Regions from separate parts of the Sus scrofa genome. Here regions 1 and 3 are each linked to region 2. A link is a contact called in public Hi-C data. All regions are on one chromosome and are shown on one strand. The core of a region is the stretch at or near the end of the contact, and the rest is flanking DNA. Distances in the headings are between cores, read along the strand shown. Region 1 overlaps IL2RA (interleukin 2 receptor subunit alpha). Region 2 overlaps PFKFB3 (6-phosphofructo-2-kinase/fructose-2,6-bisphosphatase 3). Region 3 has its middle 210 kb from the start of PRKCQ.

Region 1 (4,798 bases), core at 1,699-4,198, 200 kb after region 2:
AGAGCGCAGTGTGCAGGGACGGGACTTTCCAGGCACAAACACACACACACACACACACACACACACACACACACACGCCACCTCCGTTGAGGTCTTCTGCTATTTTCCTTCTGAAGTGGTACTGCTGTTTATCGCTACAAGCAAAAGTCCCTTCTGTTTGACCCTCAGCGTTAGTGATTTCTTTCTTTCTTTTTTTTTTTTTTTTTTTTTTTGGTCTTTTTGCTATTTCTTGGGCTGCTTCTGCGGCACATGGAGGTTCCCAGGCCAGGGTCCAATCGGAGCCGTAGCCACCGGCCTACGCCAGAGCCACAGCAATGCGGGATCCGAGCCGCGTCTGCAACCTACACCACAGCTCACGGCAACGCCGGATCGTTAACCCACTGAGCAAGGGCCGGGACCGAACCCACAACCTCGTGGTTCCTAGTCGGATTCGTTAACCACTGCGCCACGACGGGAACTCCTGTGTTAGTGATTTCTGCTCCCCACACCCAGCCCCGTTTCCCAGACCCCACGTCTCCCTCCTGGATCCTCTGGGGATGCTGTGTTCCTTCCCATGGCCTGTCTCCCACGAGCCACGCTGCCCATCAGGCATGTCCACGAGCCGTGGGGGACCCATCAGAGAAAAGCTATGCTTTTGCACATTTCCATTTCATCTGATGGTTCGATGGTATTTGTCTTACGATGACCCATTTCTGAGCCGCAGAAGGAAGCCAGGGCTGAGTAGGAAGCCTGGGAGAGAGCTGCTCGGAGCTGCATGGAGAGCTGGGATCAGGGTCACAGTCCCCTCCCTCCTGCCCTGCTGGGGCCACTGACCCCCTTCCCTGCCACCCTGATGGGGAGGGGTGTGGGTATGTAGCGGCCCCAGACGCACACCTCAGCTAGTGCACCTGGGGTCAGTGGGGTCCGGGGGCGGGCAGGGGAGGGGAGGGATGCCCCTCCCCCACCTTCTGTTCATGCGCATCCTTATTCTCTCTTCCATGTGATGAAGAGCCTCAGATAAACACTGCTGCTCCTCCCATGACTAAAACTTCCTTACCAACCAGGACCAAAGGTACCACAGGTAAGGCTAGAGTTTCTTGGAAGATAAAAGCTTGGCGGCTGAACCATGATGCAGGACAGGAGAGAAGGCCGCCTAGTGCAGCGCAGGCCCCGCCCCCCCACAGCAGAGGGGTCAGGGTTGCCCGTGGGTGTTAGAGAGGACCGCACGTCTGCATCCAACCTCCCCATCCTCAAACACGGCCGGGGTCCGAGGAGAAACAAGACAGAGGGCGGCACCTAGAGGTGGAAGAAGGAAACGCTTGCCCAGGGCCACCCCCTCTCCCCACCGCCCCATCTCTCCCAGCTGTCCCATCCCCTCCGAGCCTCCAGAACCCTGGGGAGCCCGGACCCTCTCCAGCCCCACGAATTCCCATAACCGGCATGAACCAGCATCTTTCCCTCTCTTTTGCGCAGATTCCCAAAACCTCACGGAAGTGCCTGCAACCATGCAGCCAATCATATTTACAACACAGTATCAGCTAGCAGGTGGGTGGTGACAAAACACACACAGAGGGGCACATCTGCTTGGTGGGTTGGTGGGTTGGTTAGTTTAAACTAACTCTTGGAGTTCCCGTCATGGCTCAGTGGTTAACGAATTCGACTAGGAACCATGAGGTTGTGGGTTCGATCCCTGACCTCGCTCAGTGAGTTAAGGATCTGGCACTGCTGTGAGCTGTGGTGTAGGTCACAGATGTGGCTTGAATTCTGAGTTGCTGTGTCTGTGTGGTGTAGGCCAGCAGTTACAGCTCTGATTGGACCCCTAGCCTGGGAACCTCCATATGCCACGGGTGCGGCCCTAGAAAAGACAAAAAAAAAAAAAAAAAAAAAAAAAAAAAACCCTAACTCTTTACACTACGTAATGTTTCCGAGAGTAAAAGACTAACCCAGAGACCAACATAACTCTCAATCGCAGGGATCAGCTCCAGAGAGCTCTGAGTGAGCTCTCAAACCAGCCTCAACTGGCGCCTCCTGAGGGGATGCCAGGGGACAAAATATTCGGGGTCCCTGTGCGGAGGGGCAAGGCCAGGGGGAAGGACACGGTATCACCAGGGAAGGAGAGAGAAACCCCCCTCTAAACATTCCAGTTGTTTGCTGGTAGGAGGTGAAAGTGGGCTTGGAGAGAAAAACAAACTCAGCCCATAAAACAGGTCACCAGGGGCTGGGGCTGGGGCCGGGGCCAAATGCGAAGATGCTGGTCAAAGGCCACAAACGTCCAGCCAGAAGATGGGTAAATGCTGGAGACTGAAGGTAAAGTGTGGTGATTCGCGTTAACGACGGCGCACTGCAGACTCGAAAGTGGCTCAGAGAGTAAGTCTTAAGTGTTCTTGGCACAGAAAAAGCAACAGCAATTACACGGCAGGAGGGAGGTGTTGGATCTGCACCATACAAGTGTGTCACTTGAAACTTACACAACCTTCCAGGCCAATTCTATTGCATAAGGGGGGGAGGGGCTTGGAGGCGCGTCTAAGGCAGAGGATAAAGTAGGACCACAAGAAAAGCAGCATCTGGGAAACAGGAACCCTTTGGGGAGATGCCAAGTGTTTATCATTTACCTTGATATGTCAGCACTTCTCTTCCCCATCCCGGGCCTCACGCACGGCCTCTTTGAGGCCTGGTCTCTGAGCCTTTCTAAAGAGGGGGCCCATCAGCTGCTCCCCCCGAAAGCGTGGAGCCCCCCAAGGAAAGGCTTGTGCCCTTTCCGTCCACAGGCCCAGGCTGGGGGCCCTGGAGCCTCCGGGAAGCCCCGCGGGGCGGGAGCAACACGCTGCATAGGGGCGGGGGGCGGGGGTGGGGACAGAGACCCGGCGCCCCGCCCAGGGAGCCCTTTGCTCAAGGTTGGGGTTAGGGGTGGGCTTTCTCAGCCCGGGGCGCCTCCCCTGACCTTCCTCCCGTCGACAGTGGCCGGCTGCGTCCTCCTGCTCCTCAGCATCCTCCTCCTCAGCGGCCTCACCTGGCAGCGGAGACGGTGAGTCCCCGGTGTTGAAGGAAGCCCCGCCCATGGTGGGGGGGGGCGCGGCGCCGGAAAGCACCCCCACCCACCCCTCGCCTCTCAACCCCCCCCCCGCATTCCCAGATGAACCCACAGAATTAACGCTGCGGGGAACTGGGAAAGCCGAGGAAACAAACATCCACTGAGCACCTACTGTATGCGGGCTGGATGCTTATCTTCTCAACGTTATTGCCACCTGACACCTTTGGAATAGCAACAGCTTAGGCAGGATAAGCAGCGCGGAGAAGTTGCACAGCAGAGGCCCAACTGCAACCTCTATCCAGGGCCCAGGACCACCCTGAACCTCCCCCACGCTCCCCACCCCCCGCAGCAGACGCTCACACCTGAGCCCCCCAACCTGACCCAGCTGTGGCCTTATTTGCTTAATTCAACTTTCACCCGCAGAAGAGAACAACCTGGAGAGATTTTATTTTAAAATACACCACTGCTTACTTGGGTGGGCCCCAGACAAGAGTACTTTGGTTTTTTTCCAATTGAGATAAAATTCTTCATTTTAACCATTTTAAAGTGCAGTATGCAGTGGTTTTTAGCAACGCAGTGTAGACACCACCACTATCTAATTCCGGGACATTTCCATCGCCCCAAAAAGAAAGCCCCCACTTGCCAGTTCCCTGCGTCCCCCATCCCCCGGCCCCCACGATCCACTGTCCATCTCCACGGCTTTGCCTGCTCTGGACATTCCACGGAGGTGGACACATACCCTGTGTGACCTTCTGTGTATCCTTCTAAAGCCCCTCAGATGCATCTAATACACATCCATCCAGTTTACACAACCCATGCTGGGCCCACGGTTCTGTTGCTTGAGTGAGTCAGAATGTCCCAGTGGGCTTGTGCAAGCAGAGCCTGGGGGCCCACCCCCAGAGTCTGAGTCAGCAGGTCCAGCAGGACCTGAGAATGTACATGTCTAACCCAAGTTCCCAGGTGACAGTGGTCCTGCTGGTCCAGGACCCAGCTCGGAGGACCACACACAGTAAGTGTTCAGAAGCAAGAGTGAAATCATTAAATCATTTCTCTCTCACACACACACGCATACACACACACATACACACACACACAGCCAGTCTCGCCCTCCTTTAGAGAACCCATCCCCAAGGAGACGCCCCCCCAAGGGTGTACTCGGCCAACCCTGATATCAACCCCCAGGAGGACCCCCAAATGACAGAAATTCACTCCCCCAAACCCAAAGCCCTTTGACCCTACAGCTCGCCTAGCCAGAGGGAAACCATCAAATTCCTGCCATTCTTAGGTTGATCATCAGGCCCACAATTTTCCTCCTGTGAATTTAAAAGTACCAATGACTGCAATGCAAAGAAGCAGCCCTCTCGTGTTATGGTACTAGGATTTGTTCGCAAGGAATATTCTCTCTGCTGCGGGGTTGTTGCAGGATTCCCTGAGATGCTGCAGATAAAGGGCCCGAGATGTCAGTACTCAGTCAGAGACCCCCTGCTTTCCCAGCTGCCAACACTTAATACCTGCCAAGGGTCTTTTTATGTGGTAGCTTAAAGACCCAGAGCCTTGGCATTCCTGTCGTGGTGCAGCGGAAACGAATCCAACCAGGAACCGTGAGGTTGCGGGTTGGATCCTTGGCCTCTCTCAGTGGATTAAGGATCCGGCGTTGCCGTGAGTTGTGGTGTAGGTTGCAGTGGAGGCTTGGATCTGGCATTGCTGTGGCTGTGGTGTAGGCTGGCAGCTGCAGCTCCAGTTGGACCCCTAGCATAGGATTGCAGCCCTAAAAAGGAAAAAGCAAAA
Region 2 (4,379 bases), core at 186-2,685:
GCAGGTTGGAGCTGCCCGGGCACAGACAGAGGCCGACTGTCAATTTCTGAGCCTCCGCATAGGAGATCTGCGTGGCCTTCCTACAAAAAGTCATCTTTAAAAGGCAAGTTTAGGAGTTCCCGTCATGGCTCAGTGGTTAACGAATCCGACTAGGAACCATGAGGTGGCGGGTTCGATCCCTGGCCTGCTCAGTGGGTGGAGGATCCAGCGTGGCTGTGGCTGTGGCTGTGGTGTAGGTTGCCAGCTACAGCTCCGATTAGACCCCTAGCCTGGGAACCTCCATATGCCACGGGAGCGGCCCTAGAAAAGGCAAAAATAAAAATAAAAAAAATAAAAAAGGCAAGTTCAACAAGAGTTTATCAAATGGAGCGGTGCAGGGGCCCAGAAGGACGACCCCCATAAACCTAGACTCTCCCGCCCACCTCTGCCCCTTGGAAGTTCTGACTGATGCCAGTCACAGGGGCCCCAGGCAGGGCCAGGGAAACCCACAGGACTGCCTGTGAAGCCCCTCCTGGCTTTGCTGCTGGACCACTGTCCCAAGTCCTTGGCACCTCGACAAGATAAAACAGTGGGAAGGGAGGCTTGCACTGGATTTCAGGAAGGCAGCCCAAAGAACCCCATTCTGGACATTTCAGGGGCAGCGTCTCGCCCCTGAGACTCTCGGGCACCCTGGTGACAAGAGTGCTCAGGAGCCCGGGGCCACCACCTGCTTGCTCCCCACCAGCCCCGCAGCCCCCTCCCCCTGCTCTGGCCACAGTACAGGCAAAGCCCCTCAGCTGCACCTCAAAACCGAGGTTCTCTGTGTAAGTGGGAGAGGCCCGGACAGGAGGGAGGAGGAGTGGCCACCAGGCCGCTGACTGCACAGGCCCAAGGAGATGCCTCCTCTTAAGGTGGAAGCCCCAACACGGCCCCATGTTGGCCCTGATGACCAAACTGAGGTCACATGTCCAAACACCAGCCATGCAGTCACAGGGTCTGACCCTGGACCCGCAGGCGGGGGCTGTGGAAGATGCAAACGTGCGGGGGCTGTTTCGTCTTCGGTGCTCCTGGACCATCTCCAGGCAGCCTGAGGACCAGGAGCAAGGCCATCGGGGGCCAGGAAACACTGGGCTGGGAGGGCTCAGCTGCTGTGGCAGGAACAAACAAGTTCCTAGAGAAGAGAGGCCTTTTCCTGCCCGCACGGGCACAACAGGGGACAAAGAAGCAGCGGGGAGCTTTCCTGAGTCCCCAGGGGGCAAGCAGAGAAGGCTGGCAGCCTCCACGTAAACCCGTGGGGACAGAAGACACACCCACAGTAAGCCATGTGGCAGCGGCAGGTGACACACGAGAAAGTGAAAGTGTCCTCCCTTGTGCCTGGAAACAGCACTCATTCTGCTACTGCGTCCCCAAGCCGCCAGCTCTCCCCTGGTCTCATGTGATGTCCTCACTAGGCCCCTGCTCCGGGGAGCAGCCAGACCCGCACAGAGATGGACACACACACACACTCTCAGCTGTGCACAGGCGCGGAATGCTTTGGTTGGCCTCGTGCCAAGGAAGTGGAGACAGAGGCTGACGGATTCATCAAATGGAGGATTATGTCCATGCCCACTAATCACAGGGGCACATCTCCTCTGGTAGTAGACAGTTGGAGAGGGAAAAAAAAAGCAAACCCATTAAGATACAGCAGGGCAAGCATCTTAAGCCAAAAACGCAAACTCCATCTCAAACGCAAATAAACCATCACGTCCTCGTCTGACAAAGAAGTCATCCCCCCTCTTCCTCGGGCTTCTTTTTTTTTTTTTTTTTTTTTTTTGTCTTTTCTTGAGCCACTCCCAGGGCATATGGAGGTTCCCAAGCTACGGGTCGAATCAGAGCTGTAGCCGCCGGCCTACACCAGAGCCGCAGCAACACAGCATCCAAGCCCGAGTCTGCGACCTACACCACAGCTCACAGCAACGCCGGATCTTTTAACCCACTGAGCAAGGCCAGGGATCAAACCTACAACCTCATGGTTCCTAGTGGATTCACTAACCACTGAGCCACACGGGAACTCCTTCCTTGGGCTTCTTGCATGAGGTTCAAGGAGCTGCCAGAGGGACTGTCAAACGTGCCTGCCGGGGCCCCTCCGCCTGCGGTCCCCAAGGGAGCAAAGAAGCCACAAAACTTTGTAGTGAACCCCTCGGGTCTTACCCCCCCCCTTAAACTCAGAGCCCATGGCAAGTACCTTCGTGGTCCTCCAGTCACCTGCTCCTGCCTGGGTTCCCCTCCGACCCTCAGCTTCCTCTTCTCTGCAGCCCCTCCGCCCCCTCTCATCTGTCACACCTTCCTCCCTGGAACTCTGCCTCTTCCTCCTCCTCCCCAGCAGCACAGGGATCAGAGAAGACAGGTACGGAGTTTACCGCAAGGTTTTCCAAAAAGTACTTGTGGGGCAGGGGACGCACAGAAGTCGGAGGGTGAGGAAGCCGACATCCGCGTGCAGCCCGGGGACAGAGGCTGCACGGGCGGTTCGCGGTCCAGCCCTGCTGCCTGACTGAGCTGCCAACCTCTCCGGCTGCTGGAACCCACTGCCTCAAGCAGGCAGCACAGACTCCCAGCCAGCGGTACTGAGGGACTCCAAACGCAGGCTCTGCAAGTAAAATAAACCCAAGGAAGACACTCTGCTGATGCTCCCTGATCTGCGCCCCCAAGCTTTGTACCCGCAGGCGCTCTGAAATGCTAACCTCAAAAAGATGTCACGTGACGCACACTCTTCTCTTCTGAGTAGCTAAGTTATGCTCCAGCGAGTTTGGGGTGGGGGTGGGGGCGGATGGAAAATAGTGCGGTGTAACCGCGGGTGTGGGCGGGGTCGGTGCCCAAGACGGCCCTGCCGCGTCTGCAGTAACCATGGCGACCTGCCCCCCCCCCCCAGAAAGGGCAAACCACACGCGGCTCAGAAAGCCTTGCTGTGACTCTGCGGTGACAGCATCCGTGAAGGGCTCTCTGGGAAACAAGGTCCACGTGCTTGGCCCTGGGAGAATGGACGGCAGGAAGGGACAGCGGACGCTTGGCTGTGGCCCGCTGGACACAAAGCCTCCTCTCCTGGGATCACATCAGCCCAAGAGTCCGATCCATCCGCGATAAGAAGCCACATTCACACAAGCTCCTCGCGGTGGGGAGGGGTTGCTGGGGTCTGCGGGCGGGAGAACCCGGGCCCGCAAAGCCTCTTTCAAAAGTGCTTCTGTTCTATGTGGTGCAGGCCACCTGCATCCACTACTTCCCAGCACGTTTTAACTCTGCCTAATCTCTACCCAGCGAACCGCCCTCTCAACACAGCCGCAGTCTCTGCCAGCCGCTGAAGGACCGGCGTTCAGCGCATCAGTTGGCAGTACAATAGCACGTGGCTGAGAGGGTCTAGAACCACAGAGTTCAAAGCCGGGCCCCAGTACTTCCTCCGGCCTTGGATGAGTTACCTGACCTCTGGCGTCTCCTTTGCCCCTTTCGGTGAAATGCAAGGATGCTTCATCATCATTCCTGGGCTCAGCCTCAGGGTAATATGCATGAGATGCCGGCCTTTGTGGCCTCCCACAGTAAGTCCCACTGCACAAGTGACAGTGGACAGGCCTGGGCCTCTCTAAGGTCCTTCACTCCCGAAATCCTCAAGCACTTCTTCCTCAGTTAGCAGTTCTCAACCTAAGGAGCTTCTGAAAAATTCTGCCCGGGCCCCACCTGCAGCGCCTCCAACTTGGTGTGGGTACCAGCCTGGCTTTTTCCCCAAAGTCTCCTCTAGATGACGCTACTGTGCAGCCGGGGCTGACAATCACTGCCGTAAATTATAGCAGCCACCCAAGGATGAGGTCGCCGTTTCTCTGGAACCCCCATCTTCCCTCTTAAGTCAGGGGAAAACCGTCCCGCAGGGGTGAGCCCCTGCTGAGACGAAACCTTTCTATCAGCAGACAGGACATAATACCTTCGCAGAAGAGGAAACTGGCTTGAGTGGAGAAGTGCTAAGTTGGGACCTGCACACAGATCTCTCAGCTTTCTGGGAGGATCAAGAGAAGGCATCGCCAGCTCCTGCCAGGCCGTAATTCACTTCCTTGTGCATTCAGCTGATTCACTCACCGGGGAAGCATCCTGTGTTACCGTCTGCACTTGAAAGAAGCCACCGGTTTTGGAAGCAGCATTTACCGCCACCAAGCCTTAGCAATGGGGCACCCAACTGATGTGCTTCAGAAGCAGAAATACCCCCAAACGAATCAAGCTGGGGCGCTCTGTGGCTGTTTTACTGTTCTTTGGAGAGAACACCCACATTTTAGTTAACACATCCCCAAGCTGCCTGCTGCAGACCCCAACTAGGACACCACGGAGAAAGATGCTGCCAGGGTCAGCGGGGGAGGGGGGATCCATCCAGCATTTGCGATGCC
Region 3 (4,958 bases), core at 1,585-4,084, 150 kb before region 2:
CATGTGAGTTGTTGGACATAACTTGATACAGGTATCTACTGCAAAATGACCATCCCATGATGTTGGTTTACCTCCTAGATCAGAAAGATTCTGAGAGCCCAGGAGTCCCCTGGTGGAGATGCCAATCACACTGAGTAACTAACACTTAAGTAACTGGTGTAACTGGAAAACAAGAGAGCAGGCAAAGTTCTGGGTTGGGAGGGGCCGGGGGTGGGGGTGGAACAGAAACAAGAACAGCTGAGGAAAGTCTTATTGAAAAAAAGGCCAAGCAGAGACGTGGCTAATACACAGATTTGCCAGAAGGAAAAGTACTGATCTGCTCATTATTCAGGTATAAACACGGAAGATGGAATCCACTCTCAGAATTTGGCACTAAAGGGACTTTTCCATTGAACCTTTAGGTGGGAATTAGAATGAGTCCCCTAGCTCTCACCTGGCTCAGTCTTCCCCACAAAGGCACACTCTCCCTAAGGACCATAAAGATTTGGCCCTTAACCTTGGCAGAGAAAGAGTAGACATCTCTATTTGTTCGTTCTTACACCTACAACCGTGATCACAATGACCCCAAATTCTCTCTCAACTGTCAGATCTCCGGGTGCTTTTTATTAGAAAGTTTGTCTTTGCAGGTGTTTTTTCCTTGCTTTTGTAGCCTAGTAGCTTCTGTCATTGCTTCATAGGTAGTTTTATGCCTTATTCTTCACCTCGAAGATTATAAAATCATGAAGACCTTTCCCAAAAGCCTTCATATCACACGGTTGGCCTGGAAAGTGTACTCAGGAAAAAATTAATGTTTGTGTTTGATTTTAAGAACAGAGTCTTGCTTAGGCGAATCATTACTCACTCATCCATTCATTCTCTTTATTTTTATGGAAGTACAGTTGATTTATAATGTTTCAGGTGGACAGCAAAGTGATTCAGTACTATAGATATTACTTTTCCATTCTTTTTTAGATTCTTTTCCATTATAGGATATTATAAGATATGCACTAGAGTTCCCTGTCCTTGTTGTAATCTATTTTAAATATAGTTGTGTGTATCTGTTACTCCCAAATCCCTAATTTATTCCTCTTTGATAACCAGAGATTTGTTTTCTACGTCTGTGAGCCCATTTCTGTTGTGTAAATAAATTCATTTGTGTCTTTTTATTTTAGATTCCACACACAAGTGAAATCATACGATATTTGTCTTTCTCTGTCCGGCTTACTTCACTTTGTATGATAATCTCTAGGCCCACCCATGTTGCTGCAATTGACGTATTTTATTCTTTTCATGGCTGAGTAATATTCCATTGTGTGTATATATGGATGGATGAATGGATGGATACACACAGTACTCTATCCACTCATCTGTCGAATATTTAGGTTGTTTCCATGTCTTGGCTATTGTAAATAGTGCTGCTATGAACATTAGGGTGCATGCATCTTTCAGAATTAGAATGTTCTTCTTTTCCAGTTACATGCCCAGGAGCGGGACTGCTGGATCCTATGGTAGTTTTCCAAGGATACACCATACTCTTTGGCATAGTGGCTGCACCCATTTGCATTCCCACCAACCCTTTAGGGTTTAGGAGAGTTCCCTTTTCTCCACACCCTCTCCAGCATTTATTGTTTGTAGACTTCTTGATAATGACCATTCAGACTGGTGTGAAGGTGACACCTCACAGTTTTGATTTGCATTTCTCTACTAGTTAGCAATATTGAGTATCTTTTCCTGTGCCTGTTGGCCATCTGTGTGTCTTTGGAGACCTGTCTATCTAGGTCTTCTGCCCCCCTTCCTTTTTCAATGGCTGCACTGCAGCACGTGGAAGTTCCCAGGCCGAGACTTGAATCTGAGTCACAGCTGCAGCCATGACAGATACTTTAACCCACTGTGCTGGGCTGGGGATCAAACCTGCCTCTCTGCAGTGACCCGAGCCGCTGCAATCAGAGACTCTACCCACCCCACCACAGGGGGACCTCCCTTTTCCCATTTTTTGATTGGGTTGTTTTTTTTTTGCTGTTGTTGCATAAGTTATTCGTACATTTGGAGACTGAGCCCTTGGCAGTTGTATCGCTTGCAAATATTTCCTCCCGTTCCCATAGGTTGTCATTTCATTTTGTTTATGGTTTCCTTTGCTGTGCAAAAGCTTTTAGGTTTAATTAGATCCCATTTGTTTATTTTTTCTTTTGTTTCCATAACTCTAGGAGACCGATCCAAAAAAATTTGCTGTGATTCATGTGAGAGAGTGAGTGTTCTGCCTATGTTCTCCTCTAGGAGTTTTACAGGGCATTCATTCATTCTTCAAACAAGCCATTCTTGAGCACCATGTCCCAAGCACTGGAGATGCAAAAATAAACTTACATAATTCAAGCCCTTGCAGCTATAGGGTGAAATGCCAGATTGCAGAACAGTGTGCTTGCGGCAATAATAAGAGGCACACGGATAAGAGTCACCTTGAATTCTATGTGAAATACCCACAGACTACCTTCCCCGAGTTCCGTCAAGTCTTTAGCATGAGGAGAAGCACTGCTTCTGTGCCTGGCCAACATTTCATCTGAGACCCACCAGTCTCAGCTGGGGAAGATCCAGGAACTCCCGGTCCACAGACACAGGGCAGCTCCGGGGAGAAGCTGGTAGACTCAAACCCCTTGAATCCCGCTGCAAAGAAAGCATGCTCGGTACGACCCCTTCCCTCCTTTCCTCGTTTCCAAGCAGAAGGCATGGCCTCAACGGCAGCCGTCGTGTTGGGGCTGGTAGCACATTCCTTGGTGTTTGTCTGAGGACAGTGGCATTGAGGAGCCCGACTCCCACCACACTTCTGCCTCGGAGGTTTTGCCTTCTGCAAATTGCTGGAAACAAAATGTTCCAGCACAGAGGTGAGCGGTGTCTCAGGCAAGAGAGGAACCCTCGGGGATGAGTGTGTCGAAGGTGTCCCTGGCTCCCCTGCCTAGGATATTAGTGGGCAGAGCAGAGCGAACACAAGACACAAAAGCTTAGTGAAGGATTAGAGAGATGGGGGGGGAGAGGAGCGGGGAGGAGGGAAGAGAGAAGGGGGGAGCGGCCAGGGTATAATGTGCAGACACAGAGCAAAGGGCGTCCTGCCCTCAGTGGAGTGTCGCATACAACACGGAGCGCCACCTACGTGAGAAAGGGGGACCTGGGAGGAGTGGTCACGTCCACTCTTCCTTTCCTTGGCGGTTGTTGTGGTTGTTGCTGTTGTTTGGTTTGGTTTGGGGTTTTTTGTTTTTGTTTTTGGTACAAAGAGGGATTGCCAAAGTGAGAAAAAAGAACAGGAAGATAAAAACCCTGAGCCAGGATTTTATCTTTGTCTCCTTGGCTGTCACTATAGTGCTTCCCACGCATGAGGCAGAGGGAGAAAAGGAAGGAAGGAAAAGTTAAGACTTGGCATCTTTCGTAGCCTCTGTGTTCTTGCAACAACTGTACTGCAAAAATAAATAAATACATATACATATCACTGCTGTATTTATATATGTATATATTACTATTATATTACATTACATATTACTATTTTACATATATATAAAATAGTACATAAAATATATGACAGTAATTCTGGACTTGAGTCTCTAGAGGGAGGCAGAGGAACGTGAGAAAAGCTGCCTCTACTGCCACTGTTCCTGCCACCGTACCCAGGGCTGTCTTGGACTTGAGACACTTCATTCATCAGGCAAGATGAGGCATCCGAAGAATCAGTTCTTCTGCCTTGCTCTTAGTTCAAAATGTGCATCCCACCTTTAATCCGTGTAATCTCCACATGTTTAAAGAACAGATCAGAAAAGAGCTGCAGATCATAGAGCAGTGACTATCAGTCATCTGGTCGACCCTCTGGGCCACTGCTGCAACTCAGCAGGAAAATGTGCAGGAATCAGAGCCTTGGACGAGCGCGTTCGAGCTCTGCTCCCTCTACCAGTCATTGTCAGAAGCCCAGTTTTTCATCAGCAAAAGGCTAAGAGCCATCATTTCTACTGTGTCGGGTTGCTGTAAAGACTGATTAATGAAAAAACATGTTCATAAAACAACGAACTACATGGATGCAAATCTAATTATTATTATTACCCATGTGCTCAAGTCTACTTAGTCATGTCCTTAAAGCTGCCCAGGGAGAGGCCACAAGGAGGGCAGGAACTACAGGGGCCACTCTGAGCATCTAACGTGGCACCTCATACACAGCAGGCAATTCTTAAATTTCTTACACAAATGAGTAAAAACACTTATGTGTAGGAAAACCACATCGTTAACATCTAAAACAAGTCCCTTTTTTTTTCCTACTGAGAGAGAGAGAGCACTATTTGTGATTAGTCCAGGAAACAGGTCAAAGGCAGGTCTTTCCTGGGCCAGCTGGACACACGTGGTCACTGCACTTGTGTGGCACCTACCACGCCGCGGGCCCTATCTTGAATGCACTGCAATATTAACCATGTAACTTCAGACAATCTCGTTGCGGCTGGTGCGGATATTAACCACATTCCACAAATAGCTCATGAGGACCTACTACGGGTCCCAAGCCTCCTAGATTCTGAGGACACAGCCAAAACGTAGCTTCCCCAAAAGCAAAGATTCCTGGTCTTTAAGGGTGGGAGACGAGAAAGCCAGGAAATGATACACAAATAAACAAGTAGGTTACATGGCAAGCTAACGGGAGCAGCGCCGCGGATAAAAGAAAGCGATCCTGGGAGCGCGGAAGGCGCGGGGACAGCTGGGCACAGAATCAGTGCGCAAGCGGCCTCGGTCCCACCTGAGGGGCCGCCTCCGGTTCCTGCTTTTAACCTCGACACTGTTTTTTCCCTTCGTTCCGAGGAGCAGCCAGCCTTGCTCCGCATTCGAGTTCGCTTCCTCCATGGGCGGTGGAGGGCGACCCAAAGCCGGGGGATCCTCTCCTGACCTCAGCTCAGGAGCCTCCATCCGTGGCAGACGTCGGAGACTACGGATGCCTCGGTTCGGGTCACGGCTGCGTGGAC

The links. A called contact is a pair of places that touch in the nucleus more often than the background predicts.
Region 1: a contact with region 2 is called in a Hi-C map of omental adipose tissue, with 1.4 times the contacts expected there. The contact joins two enhancer-like sites. A contact is called at or near these places in 3 of 47 Hi-C or Micro-C datasets (embryonic fibroblasts, omental adipose tissue and subcutaneous adipose tissue).
Region 3: a Hi-C map of retroperitoneal adipose tissue shows a contact between it and region 2, with 2.3 times the contacts expected there. The contact joins two enhancer-like sites. A contact is called at or near these places in 1 of 5 promoter capture datasets (liver), 21 of 47 Hi-C or Micro-C datasets (alveolar macrophages, blood, embryonic fibroblasts and 11 more) and 2 of 2 datasets of contacts at active chromatin or transcription factors (alveolar macrophages and skeletal muscle).

What each region holds. Positions count from the first base shown.
Region 1 is chr10:64,990,998-64,995,795 of Sscrofa11.1, forward strand. It overlaps IL2RA (interleukin 2 receptor subunit alpha), which reads left to right. Exons shown (of 8, transcript NM_213835.1): 5 at 989-1,060; 6 at 1,453-1,524; 7 at 2,938-3,004; 8 at 3,113-3,549. The coding sequence ends at 3,116. Among named protein-coding and RNA genes, the nearest start is that of IL15RA, 29 kb to the right of the region's middle. Within about 2 kb of position 2,949, at least 8 of the 83 cell types and tissues checked have an H3K27ac peak or open chromatin away from gene starts, as enhancers often do. A contact at or near this core is called in omental adipose tissue, where this site is marked.
Region 2 is chr10:64,795,291-64,799,669 of Sscrofa11.1, forward strand. The region is part of intron 1 of PFKFB3 (6-phosphofructo-2-kinase/fructose-2,6-bisphosphatase 3); the gene reads right to left. Among named protein-coding and RNA genes, the nearest start is that of PFKFB3, 62 kb to the right of the region's middle. Within about 2 kb of position 1,436, at least 28 of the 83 cell types and tissues checked have an H3K27ac peak or open chromatin away from gene starts, as enhancers often do. A contact at or near this core is called in alveolar macrophages, omental adipose tissue and retroperitoneal adipose tissue, where this site is marked.
Region 3 is chr10:64,646,112-64,651,069 of Sscrofa11.1, forward strand. No RefSeq gene overlaps it. Among named protein-coding and RNA genes, the nearest start is that of PRKCQ, 210 kb to the left of the region's middle. Within about 2 kb of position 2,835, at least 6 of the 83 cell types and tissues checked have an H3K27ac peak or open chromatin away from gene starts, as enhancers often do. A contact at or near this core is called in alveolar macrophages, omental adipose tissue and retroperitoneal adipose tissue, where this site is marked.